Regions from separate parts of the Hordeum vulgare genome. Here region 1 is linked to region 2. The links are chromatin contacts, called in public Hi-C maps. All regions are on one chromosome and are shown on one strand. Each heading gives the region's core, a stretch centred on a gene start, on an enhancer-like site or on the middle of the called end of the contact. The rest is flanking DNA. Distances are from core to core; before and after follow the strand shown. Region 1 has its middle 480 kb from the start of LOC123406600. Region 2 holds the start of LOC123401421 (UDP-N-acetylglucosamine transporter ROCK1).

Region 1 (6,353 bases), core at 3,175-5,674, 700 kb before region 2:
GGCGGGGACGGCGTGGCAGCGATGCCTAGATCTGGTCGGCACACGACGCTGGGAGTGGGCGCCCTTGGCTGCGACGGCGGCCTCTTGCCAGGGCTCTGCTACCAGGGGTGGCGGCGATGCAGTCCGGGTGCTGCACGCCGGCGGGTGGTGATGGAACGGTGCGTCCAGATCCGCCCCCATCGTTGTGGGTCGTTGTGGGTTGCGGGTGGCCTGGGCCGCGGGCCGCCCTCTCGCCGTGGCGCGATGGTGTGGGAGCAGCGCGGCAGCGATGAAGGTGGGCCCTTATAGCTGGACAACGACGTTCGGCACTGGAAGATCTCCCTGTGGGCTACCTTGGCCGCGACGGCGGGTCGATTTGGTTTCCCTCGTCGACGGGCGAGCGTTTACGGATAGCCTCGGGAGAGCTATGCCGTCTCGATGGTGGCGTGTTCTGCGGGGAGCTGGTTGGAGGGATGGGAGGCCTCAATGCGACCGTGTCACCTATCACCGGCAAGGGGAGTGCGAGTCCGGGTTCGTCTGCTCCCCTTTCTCCCTCGTTCCTCACCCGCGGGCGGGCTGCGCAGTTCTCCCAGCGGAGCGTCGACGGGTGGATCTGTCAGTCGAGGGCCGTCAGTTGGTCCAAAGCCGGGGCCTTTGTGTAGGTCTCAGGGTTGTGTGGTTGCAGGGCGACGGCCCTAGCGGCTGGAGGTGCAACATTTGTGGGTGGAGCGTGCGTCTCAAGTGCGGGCGGGCAACCATGACCTCGCAAGTGGCGTGGTTGCGGGTGGATGACGGAGTTAGGGTGCGATGGTGGGGTGTGAGCGTCGGATACACCACTTGCCTAGTCCTTTGACTGGCTGATAGTGGCGGCGGCCGTTGACGTCATACCCTTCCTCAAGGCTCCATCGCTCGCTCCCCCTCATGTCGTCTTGCTCCGGGTGAAAACATGATCTTCACTTTGGAGGCCTGTCTTCGTTTTGTCTGGTTCACATCTCTATTGTTCTTGGTGTGTGTGGTATCTTGGTGTTAGGCACCTTTGTATCTTGCCTTGGGTGTGTGAGTTGTTTTCGTTGTTCAGTATCTTGTATCTATTCGGTGATGGTTGCTTTATAATATAAAGTGGGGGAAACCCTTTTTCGGTATTACACTTCTAGTGCCAAAAAATTTAAAGTGGAATATCAAAACATAAGTAAATCCAACCATAGTTATATGGGTGAACTAATTCAGCAAATATAATATGCGTCAAAAATTCAAAGATCTAATGAGACATAGATTGATGCCTAATATACTGGGAAACAATGTACATGTTTCGTTCAATGAACTGAAGTAAGTTATCTACAAAGAGTACAAAAAGAAATTAGTACGAGTACATAACTCGCGGACCAAAATGGTAAACAATACTATAATCTTCAAAAAAAACATCAACATTAGTAAAATTTACAACGACACAACTACAGTCTTGTGCCACTTCCGGTTGCACTCCATGAAATAGCAAGTCTTGTGCCACTTCCGGTTGCACTCCATGAAATAGCAAGAGAACCACACATAGTGGCGAGCAGCTGGCTTTACTTGATCGAGCAGCGGCAAACAAAACTTGCAGAATATTTAATTAATCATGAATATTTGATGTATGATTCCACAACATGTAGTGTACGTACTTTAGTTAAGAATGTATATATATCTGAACTTGCAAGACATACATTGGTCATTGTTATTCTTTTGTATTTAAATTTTGTCTTCCACCATGATATATAAATGACATATAAAATACAGTTCAAAACAGATGCTATAAATGCAACTAAATATTCCCTCAAAAAAATGCAATTACATATATTTATCACCGCATTGTTGTATTGATTTCCCTGAGAAAGTTTGTAATTTATGCTGATTTGAAGCATCATGCTCCATCTTTCATCTTGCATCTCCACTAAATTTATGACTTGCACATGTGCACCACATTCAGTTTGAAGCTATCGACAATGGAGAGCAGACTTGTGACTGAAAACACAATATTTATGCTCTTTCCAGTTGGCCCAACCACTTATGCAATTTTAAACTTTAGCATGCACACCACAATGCATAACCGTGTATGATGTGGGCTGTAACAAGCAAAAAATTGAAGTGTCATGAATGAGGAGGACGTTGGCTACCATTGTCTTTCGCTCTACTAAATTTGGATGGAGGGGGTATGAGGTGATGTTGAGGGCTTACATGGAGAGACGGAGAAAATGCAACAGCTTCCGGATCACAAGCGCCTCATAATTTCCTGCTGGTTCTTAGCGCATGTAGGGGCACCCTCGAATCCGCCTCTGCTCCAGCTCCATCCTTAATCCACCACCTGCTCCAGCTCCTTTTCAATCCGCCTTGAACCCCTTGATTTCTCATATGGATGGCTTGTCATATCCTGAAACTAAGCATCATGAACAAACTTTAGTACTATCTTAGATGGAGAATTATGGAGGTATACTCTACAGGAAAGTACCGACATGAAGTTGAGTAGTGGCGTTAGAGACATAGATCTAAAACTTGTAGGCTCAATAGTTGGTAGGAAACTCTCTTTTAGTTTGATAAAATGTTTGTAGACTTCTTTAGTTAGCAAGTGCTACCAGCTAGCACCATGGCCATTTATGCTTGGGTCCGTTGAACATGCTATGATATTAGTACAAAATAAATATTTTCTGACAAGTACAAAGTAAATAATGAATGAGCAGAAGTGTTAATTTTAATCAATCAAAAGCATACAACATTACAGCCCTCCGGCGAGCCCAGACCTGTCTCTGTAAATGTATCAAATACTGTCTACACATTTTGTATACCATTCTCTATTCTAATCTCAATTTTAGCTTATTAAAATCAAATTTTATCTACTTTTTTTTGAATGCATACGAATTTATCTATGAAAATATGTAGCACTTAATTGTTATATGACTTTTAAAAGCAGCTTGGCTAAGCCGTCAACGGTGTCGGTCCGCATATACTAAGAATATGGTGGAGTGCTTGAGTCCATCGTCAGCGTCAACATTAAAATTCGAACATTGGGTTGCGAACTGGCTCCGACCTCCGAGTTAGAACACAGTAAGGATAAGCAGGCTAACCACGAAAACTGCAGCAGCAAAATCATATGCTCCTCGATTCTAGCACTTGCCTAGCTGATATAGTTCAAGCAAGAAAAATATATTCAGTAACCTAAAGTGGAAACCTATTAAAAAGTAGGGGGCTTGATGTTAAGCAATGGTTTCAGGTAACTATCAGGTTCAACCACTATGCTACCTTTTAGTAACCATGGAAGATGATTCAGGTCTCAAATGAGACATAATCAAGTAAACGCAATAAGCAGAATTCAAATAAAGCAACATCTCTAGGACTGTCTTCTGAAAAACATAAATGGAAGACCTGGTAAACTTTTCAAGAGTCACTACACCTTTTACAAAGAATCAATCAGCTATCATATATTTTTTGACGGGCTACGACTATCATATTCAACAACCAGAATGATGTACGTGCATGTTCTTATTTTACTATTTAAATCCTTGAGGCTCTCTCCTCATCTTGTTTCAAAATAGCTCCTTGTTAACACTTCTTCTATTCATAGTTTGGTAGTTTCTTGAGAACAATATCTCGCAGAGAAACACCTCCCGAAAATAAGCATACTATAATTAGAAGAAGCTTCTGTGGTTATGAGATGCACATTCAAAAAGCAAGATAAGCTTATGATTCCCCGAGTTGTTCCTTTGTTTGCTTTTTTCCTTAATGGTAGGTACTCTGTCGCTGATGGTTTTTTAGGGCTTCGGCATTCAAACTCCAGAGAGCTATCATAGTTATATCACACCACAAAATAGACCGTCTTTCACAAGAAAGCAATTAGTATCTCACTTCAGTTGATGAGTTACTCTCTCTTTACATACTCTCTGCATCATATGTGCTGGTGGTGCCACACTGCAACTGTCAAATAATCAATCTATGTTAACTACTCTCCTGCTTGGTACCCACACCAAACAAGGATTTCCATTTTGCTAGTTTATTATTGTGTTAGTCACCCATAGAGCAATGTGATACCGATACGGTAATAACTATTCATTATACTATTGGTCGCTAGATTATTTTCAGTTCAGTAGGTGTCATTCTGAAATGTCATATTCCACGACAAACCATTAAGTTTTAACATAGAGATAACAATGCATTAATTGGAAAAACACAAAAAATACATGTAGGAATCTTATACACACACAAGTAGAAGTACCTTGGTGCTCGGGAACACCGGCGAGGCTTGGTGCAGGAATGCTCGTCATGGCCATGGCGGCTGGCCGCTAGTGGGTGGACCTGCTCCGTGCAGCCATGGTCGACTCCTACACGTCTTTCAGCGACCGAGTCTTAGGGACGGCTACAGCAAACAACAACCTCACTAAGTCAGGGCGAGCAGATGACATGGCAGAGGAGGAACCCCCTTCCAACAATTAGGGACACAAGCGCGTCATCACAAGGCCACCTCGGACCAAGCAACCCAACCGCAGGTTCGTGGGCTCCGAATGGTGGAATTGTACTTAAGCTTTCTCACGCGACTTGTTGGGCATCCATGAGGATCAGGCAAAGGCACGACAACAGTGGCTTTACTTTATTTCTTCTTCCTTCTCTCTGTAACCCCATTATGTACAAGAGATGAAACTGTGAGAGAAATACTAGATCCCAATCTAGTGCCTAACATCGTGGTATCAGCTAGCCACCTACCACCCTCCGCCCCACCGTCTCCACCGTCTTCCGTTGCCGCACTGGAAACCCGCAGCCAAAAGCACGCGTGCGACGCCTTCTTCGCCACCATTGATCCGGTGCTGAAGGCGTACCTCGACAAGATGAACGACGATGCGGCCGCCCGCGCCGCCAAGCAGGATGTCGACAACAAGGCCATCCTCAAGGCTGTGGCAACGCAATCCGCATGGATCGACGCCCTCATCTCCTGGAAGCCAGAGTTGAAGGCGTGATTCGCTCAGTTGGACCTCTCCGTCGGGAACCTTCAAGCCGTGCCCACCAGCGAATCTGCGTCGCTTGCAACCTCTCCCCTTGTCGCATGCGAGATCCAAGGGCAACCAAGCCACGACGTGTTACATCATATCAGGGGACCTCCGACGGTGACTGTGGAGTCACCGGCGGTTTCCCCGGTCACAGGTACGACCTTGTCCCTACCCTCGAATTCCTCTCCACTTCCTTCACAAGTGCTCGCGGTGATGGGGCAAGCTCCATCCCCGATCTCGTTTCCCAGCTTCGCTGGCAAGAATCCGCAGCTCTGAAAACTCTGTCAGAGTAGTATTTTCAAATGTTTGTCGTGCAGGAATCGTACTAGATACCCATGGCAATCCTGAATTTCTCGGATCTGGCTGCCATTTGGCTGCAATCCGTGCGGCGCAAGATCTCTGGTCTTGCGTGGGAATCATTCACAGCTCTGCTTTGCACTCGATTTGGGCGTGACAGACACCAACTTCTCATTCATCAGTTTTATGCTATCCGTCAGACTGAATCTGTTGCTTATTTCATTGAACGCTTTGAGACTTTGATGAATCATATGATCTCTTACTTTGAACTGACACACCCGTGTTTCTTTCTTACACAATTCATCGAGGGACTGTGGGCGGATATTCGGGTAGTGGTGCTCATTCAGAGGCCACCTAACCTTGACACGGCATGTTCCCTTGCACTGCTCCACGAGGAAGTTGCAGATGGGGAGAACACCTTGTGCGCTGCACCCAACCGTGCACCAGTGCCACGCGTGATGGGGGTCAGCACTCTAACTTTTCCGTTGGGAACTGCAAAACTATCAGCGTCTGCAACCAAATCAGAGGATCATAAGGGCACAAAGGCAGCGCGAGCGGGAGCAGAGAGTAGTAAGATCGGAGCGTTACGCTCTTTCAGACGCTCTCGGGGACTACGTTTTAAATGTGGTGAACGCTGGGGCAAGGATCATACATGTCCAACAATAGTGCAGATGCATGTGGTAGAGGAACTGTGGGAGCTCTTCGCGGCAGAGGAGGTGCACGCTGACACCAAACCCGAATCAAATGAGTTGGACGAAGACAATCTTTGTACCATCTCAAAGCAAGCAGTTGATGGGTCGGCTGGACTGGGAGTGCTGCAGCTGCATGCGTGGATTCAAGGGGAGGAAATGTCTTTGCTGGTTGACTCGGGCAGCTCTTCCTCGTTCGTCGACCATCGCCTCGCAGCCAAACTGAAGGGAGTATGCAAACTACCCAAGACATGCAAAGTTAAAGTGGCTGACAGTGTTGTGTTGAATTGTGACAACTTCATACCACATTGCCAATGGACGTCTCAGGGGCATGAGTTTATCACAGATTTCAAGCTTCTTTCCCTTGGAGCCTATGATGCTA
Region 2 (6,507 bases), core at 2,507-5,006:
CCTTGTGCACTTGATCACTTGGGAAATTTGGTGGGAGAGGAACAGGAGGGTCTTTCAACGAGAACTAATGTCGATGGAAGGCTTCTGGTGCAGGATTTCTGACGAGATTAGGCTTTGGAACTGCGCGGGAGCTGGGATTCCCTTTGATCCTGGTTGAGGCGTTCCTTCCTCTTAGATCTCCTTGCTCTTGTTTTTTTCTTCTTTTTTAGATATTCTCTTTCGGTTTTTTGTCTCCCTTCTTATCTTTCTCCCCTTGCCAGTCCTGCTTGGGACCGGACGCTGTACATTGTTCCCCCCACCGATCAACGAATTTGGCTTGGCCAACATTCAAAAAAAAAGAAACTCAGAGTTCTTACCTGATGTGATGGCTTGGTACGAGGCCCACGGGGCGAGGAGGCGTGCGGTGCGGGGAGGCGCGGTGGCAGGCCCGGTGGGGCGTGCGGGCACGGTGACGGGGTGCGCGGGGCGAGAAGGCACGGTGGCGGGGCCAGTGGGGCGGGAGGCGTGGTGGCAGACCCGACGGGGCGCACGTGCGAGGCGACAGGGAGGCCCGGTGACGGGGAGGCGCGTTGGCGAGGCCGGCGGGCGCACAAGGCATGGCGGCGGTTTGGTGATGGGGCGCCGGCGCGCAGGACGGGGAGCCGCGATGACGCGAAGGAAGGGGAGACATGCGTAGATGGGTGGTTTTTGTAAGGGAGTTATGGTTAGACATCGTGATCAGCGATAATAATTAGGCGGCTTGCTATGTTAAACACCAAAGGATTATTGACCTTTACATGTTGTTAACGAATGCTCCTCGTTGTTTGGATCTGCCTACTCTCTTTATTTTATAGGAGTAGTAGATAGATGAACCAGTGACGCCTCCACACTTTTCCTTGATTGGCTGGCCGCCAATGTAAAAGCAACCCAGAGACTGACAATGTTGACACATAGCAACCCTAGCGCCCCGACAAAGGAGAGCGCTCCATTTCATGGGAGCTGAGAGCATCTCCAGCCGCGTCCCCAACAGCCCCCGGGGACCGAGGCCGAACCCGACACACCGGGGGCGCCGGGGGAAATGTTTTGGCGCGGAATCTTTGTGGACCTGCCGAGTCCACGACTAGGCGCGGTCGTCGTCCTCATCACCTTGTTTTCTCGCGGGGAATCAATGCGAAGGCTGCCACCGGTCAGCCTTACGTTGATTCCTCACGGGCGGCGCAGTGAAGCCGAGCTGACGCGTGTCCTGTCCCCTCCCGTCATGCGTACGCATGGCTGCCGCCTCTCTCTCCACCGACGACCGTGGCCGAGCACTACCCCGGCGACGGAGCGGCGGCCAACGGCTTCGGCCGCCCCACCAGCACGAGCCCGAGGCCCCCTCCTCTATGAGGCGGACTACCCGGCGCCACCGGATATGTGGGTGTCGGGCTCGTGGAGGCCGAGCGTCAACGGAGTCCTGGTGCCACCGCCGCCCTCTGGAGCTGACCGGCGTGCGGAGATCGCGCGCATCCGATCATCGCTCCCGGAGAGCGCGTGGAACCAACTCAGGTACGCCCATGATAGCAACATGCCGTAGACGGCGTACTTCGAACGCCGCCACGCCGAACAACTCGCCGCCACCAACGACGCTGAACCCCGCGACAGCTTCAACTTCGAGGGGCGACGCCTATGGTGGGGCGTCCCCGACCACACGTTGGATACCGTCCTCAAGCACATCGAGGACGGCAACTCGCCGCGGTTGGAGTACCCGGCGCCCCCTCCTTCTCCCGCGACCGCTACAGTTCATGGACGTCGAGGCGCATGGAGACGGCATCCTCCTCCTCGTACGGCTCCCGCTCCCGCTCCTCCGGGTCGCTGGCGCCACTCCCCGTCAAGCCGGAGCCGCGGGAGACGTCACTCGGGCGCCGCACGCGCAACAACACCCTCATTTTGGCCAAGTTTGGTTTGAAAAACGGTGTCTGGGACTACCTTGGGGGGCCGTCTGGGAATCCGAGCCCCCACACCAATTTTATCGCCGGTTGGTCTCGAGACAACGCTATTTCAAGCCCGGGGGACCGAACAACTGGAGATGCTTTGATATACTCCCTTTGTTCCTAAGGAGCAAAATGATTAAGTCTATACTCTAAAATATGTCTATATATATATCCGTATGTAGTCCATTAGTGAAACCTCTAGAAAAGACTTATACTCCCAAATATAAGACATTTTAAAGATTCTTCTATAGATTATATAGAGAGCAAAATGAGTGCATATGTATTTTAAGATATGTCATTCGTATATAGTTTATAGTGAAATTTTTAAATGATATTATCTTTCCCTAATAATAAAGCAGCTAATGCTTCTGTCGTACGTCATTAAAATTGCCCCTAAAGTTGGCATAAATTACCCACCAATGCCACCCGTAAGTTAAAAAAGGATTCAATTTTCGGATTTCAAAAATCGTCGCTCCGTTGTATGTTCTCAAGTGAGTTATATATTTAAAGACAACCAACATGTGTCTACCGCGATGGCCAAAGCCTCAACCCTCCACTCTAGAGACCAGGGTTCGATCCCTGGTTCTCACCCCTTTTTCTTTTCCTTTTTTCCTCTCTTACGGATGGGCCGGCCCATGTGTCTGTATTTATTTTACTTTCTTATTCCTATTTTGGTTTTTCACAGGTTAGAGCACCCTGTTTAGTATTTTTTTTACTTTTTTTTATTTCTGTTTTGGTTTTTTCTTCTCTAAATTAATTCCAGATTTCAAAAGAACAAAAAAAATTAAAAGTTGCGAGTTTTTAAAAGTAGGAAAATGATAAACTGTTTGGGTACTTAAAAAATATTCGAAAAGTCATAAAATGTTCATGAGTTCAAAAAGTGCTCACGTATTATAGAACAAATCACGATTTTAAATAAATTTTCATGAAATAATTTTTTTTCATAATTTTTTAAAATGACCCGATATTCAAAGCATATTTAGGAATTTAAAAAACAGGTCTATCAACTTTTAGAAAATGTTTGCAAAAATTAAAACACGTCAGTAAATAATGAACAAAATTAACTTTCGCTTACATAAAGGTTTTATTAGAAAATCTCTAGAGGTCGTTTTATGATTTTATTTAGTCCCTCGCGTCGGGTATAAAAAGGTGTCCGTGTTTAACAGTTTGCTCAGCCACAAAATATTTTGTTGCGACGCCTTAACAAATCAAGTTGCGATGAACATTGTATTTTTAGTTTTTGAAATTACATTTTAAAAGTGCCTTAACTTATCATGCCATCACTCACATATACTTTGTGAAATAACATTTCAAAAATCCTTATGTCATATTTGCATAGGATTCATACTTCTTTATATCTATCACACCTGCATAACCTGATAGTTTTTCTTCCATTGCAACCCACATGCATGAAGTATTTAAGAACGAAGGGAAGTAGTAACAATTTTTTCAGCGCTACGCAATTATTACCTTGTTGGAGGGAACTGGATCATCTAACATACACAAGGGATGTTAGAGAAGCTACAATATCCTAACGTTCTTTCTATGAATTTATACAATTAAGACTAAAATGGATTAAATTAATTTTTAAATTACAGATCTAATGTGTATTCATAGTAATAATTACATACAAACAAGTTGATGATGAAATAAATTTATTTTTGGATTTTTTATAGTTACAGTAATTACCAAAAGTAAACAACATGCTAATAGTTCCTAACATTCTTTCTTCGTTTTACACTTGACGAGCACTGTAGTACCGTGATTTTCCTTCTTTATGTTAGAGGATCGGATCCGGCTCCTTGTTGGAGAGGGAAGATTGAGAACTCAAGAAGTCCAGATCCGCAACTTTCCCCTCCCACAAAAACCCGACCTCGCTTCTAAATTCGCTTCTACTCCCTCCCCTGGTGCTGCCACCCCACCTCGCCTCGGTACTGCGGTTCCGTGTCGACTCTACGCCGCATAGGCAGCGGCCTGCCGTTGTCCTCCCCAGTGGCTAGAGTAGACTCGGTGAACTGGCAATCCAGCCGAACTTGGTTTCGATCGGAGCCGGGCACGGCGAGGGCGGATGGGTTCGGCTTCCAAGCCATCTCCGTCGGCGGCCGCGCCTAGCCGGCGTAAGGTAGCGCTCTGCCTGACGCTCCTCACCCTGCAGTACGGCGCCCAGCCCCTAATCTCCAAGCGCTGCGTCGGGTACGCCGCACACCTTCATGTCACATCGTCCTCAAATTTATTCTCTTGTCTCTAATGCTTGACTACTCCGGCATCCATCGCTGTATGCCCCTTCGTGCTGTTCCCGTTTGATTTGGGACATTGTCGACTAGGTAATGATGAGAACCAATGGACACTATCACCTTTATGGGTTGAACAGAATGGTATAACAGCCTAGTCTCGACTGGTTGGGTGGATGCAGATTGTTGTGCGCTCTGCGATAGCTAGCTTTACAATTGTTTCAGGCTCCATCTGGTTAGCAGAATGCCCATTATGTTTAGGCTGTTATTATGCTACTTGAGTGTTACGGATATACTCCCTCCGTCCCATAATATAGAGTAAATTGCAAAAAATCATCATATTTGGAGATGATGAAACAGAAAACCACCACGTTTCGTTTTTTTCTTAAAAAACCCACCACGTTTGGGCTGATAGTTTTCAAAAAACACTGATTGAACGGTTTGGTGCGTCTGAGTGGAAAACTGACCTGTTGGGCCCGCTATCAGGCGCCATGTGGACAGGGGGAGACGGCGCCCGTGCTGGTGCTGCCTTAGCTGCTTCAAGAGCAGGATCCAATGCATCAAGATCTTCATTTGCTCCTCCAAGGCCTCCTACTGCTGGTGCATCTGGTTCTACAAGGATCAGGAAGAAGCCTTACAAGTTCAGAGACTATTTATGTTGTACTTGCTGTGGTAGCAAGTTAATCATGCTCTGTTCTGTATTTTGGGCGAAACTTTTGCTGTGGTGTTTTCAAACTAAGATAACTTGCTGTGATGTTGGCAAGCTATGGTAAACTTGATATGGTGAACTTGCTATTGTGAACTTGGGTTATGGTTGCTAGGGTTTGAGCGGGAGAGAGAGAGCTGGCCGTGGGGGTCCTTTCCCACGGCCGGGCAAGAGGGAAAAGGGTTTTCCTTCTTAATTCTTGCCTGCTTAGATTGATACATCTCCTCTCCATATATAGAGAGGTTTACTTGACTCCTAAGTAAGGCTTACTTGACCCCTAAGCAAACCCTAAGACTAAAGGGCCCAGGCCCATCACGTACTCTAACACTACACCCCACCTGGACATGCAGCTCGAGGACTCGTCCTTGAGCTGCAACCTAACGACAATTCAACCCCACACAACCCTAACGCCTAAAAAACAAGCCTTTTACATCTCGGCCTATTGTATTGACCTGAAATAAGCTAACCCGAATGAGACTCCGACTCTTTATTTTTGACTCCGAACGATAAGGCGAGAATCCTCCGCGCGCCGAACTTGTGCGCTTGCAGCCCCCTGGATCCCAAGGGCACCATCGGGACCAAGGGAGCCCTCGCGGCGGCCGGCGGCGGAATGCAGTGGTGCTACGCGGCGCGCTCCTGTCGGCGACACCATGTCTTCTCCCCGCCGGCTGACTGTCGATGTCGCAGACTTGGAGGTCGTCGCCCATGGGAAAAACAGCATGCCCGCCGCCCGTGGGGGAAACCGCATGCCCAAGATCCCCCACGCAGCGGACGAGATCGAGGTCTGTTGCACCGCGAAGCGCAACTTGGAGGAGCTGCAGCTGCAAATCATGCATCTCCCGCACATGCCGACGCGCTAGGAGGCCGCGCGCAGCAGCCTGCAGCCTCACCGCCTCCGACACGTGGTGGGTAGTGATCCAAGCCGGAAGCGGTGCCGACGACGGCTGGAACTTGATCTGTTGGATGGGATTGTCCTGGGACGGCGGTGGCGCTGCTGGGAATGAGGTTGTCGCAGTCCTGTCGTAGGGCATCCCATGCTGGAACGTGATGACCGGTGACGTGGTCGCAACCGAGGGCGGCGGCGGCGGCCGTGCGGGGGTCGGCGCCGGTGCTGTGACCATGGAGGACCGCCCGTGGAATGGCGCACCGTCGGGACCGCGAAGCGGGAGGGCCCGCCGTACTGTTGGGGTGGCGCCGGTGGCGACTGGATGTGCGGCGGCGCCCAGGCCGCCGTATAGATCGGCCCGGAGACGGGGAGTGGCAGCGGTGGCTGCAGCAGCCTGGCGTCGAGTGGCGGCGACGACAGCAGCATCGTCGGCTGCCGCGGCCCAGCGATCGCGGCGGAGGCCGCCTGGTGCGGCGGCTACCACGGCAGCCGCGCCCGCCCGTAGGCGGCGACTGATGGCGCGGCCGGCGGCGGTCCGTAGGGTCCGGCCAGGAAGAGGCAGATCCCTTGGACGGCGGTGGTGAGATCGCGGATTGCTCCGGCGATCTCCTCCGGGGTGAGGGCGATAGGAAGCGACGGCGACGGGGTGAACATGATCGAGCCTGAGAAATATGATACCAGATGTTATGGTTGCTAGGGTTTGAGCGGGAGAGAGAGAGCTGCGAGGGCGCGAGA

Evidence for each region. A called contact is a pair of places that touch in the nucleus more often than the background predicts.
Region 1: a contact with region 2 is called in a Hi-C map of leaf, with 6 times the contacts expected there. The contact joins the enhancer-like site here to the promoter of LOC123401421 in region 2. A contact is called at or near these places in 1 of 6 Hi-C or Micro-C datasets (leaf) and 1 of 1 datasets of contacts at active chromatin or transcription factors (embryo).

What each region holds. Positions count from the first base shown.
Region 1 is chr6H:299,022,327-299,028,679 of MorexV3_pseudomolecules_assembly, reverse strand. No RefSeq gene overlaps it. Among protein-coding and RNA genes, the nearest start is that of LOC123406600, 480 kb to the right of the region's middle. Within about 2 kb of position 4,424, at least 2 of the 3 cell types and tissues checked have open chromatin away from gene starts, as enhancers often do. A contact at or near this core is called in leaf, where this site is marked.
Region 2 is chr6H:298,319,639-298,326,145 of MorexV3_pseudomolecules_assembly, reverse strand. LOC123401421 (UDP-N-acetylglucosamine transporter ROCK1) reads left to right here and starts at 3,756. Exons shown (of 7, transcript XM_045095220.1): 1 at 3,756-4,142. The coding sequence starts at 4,018.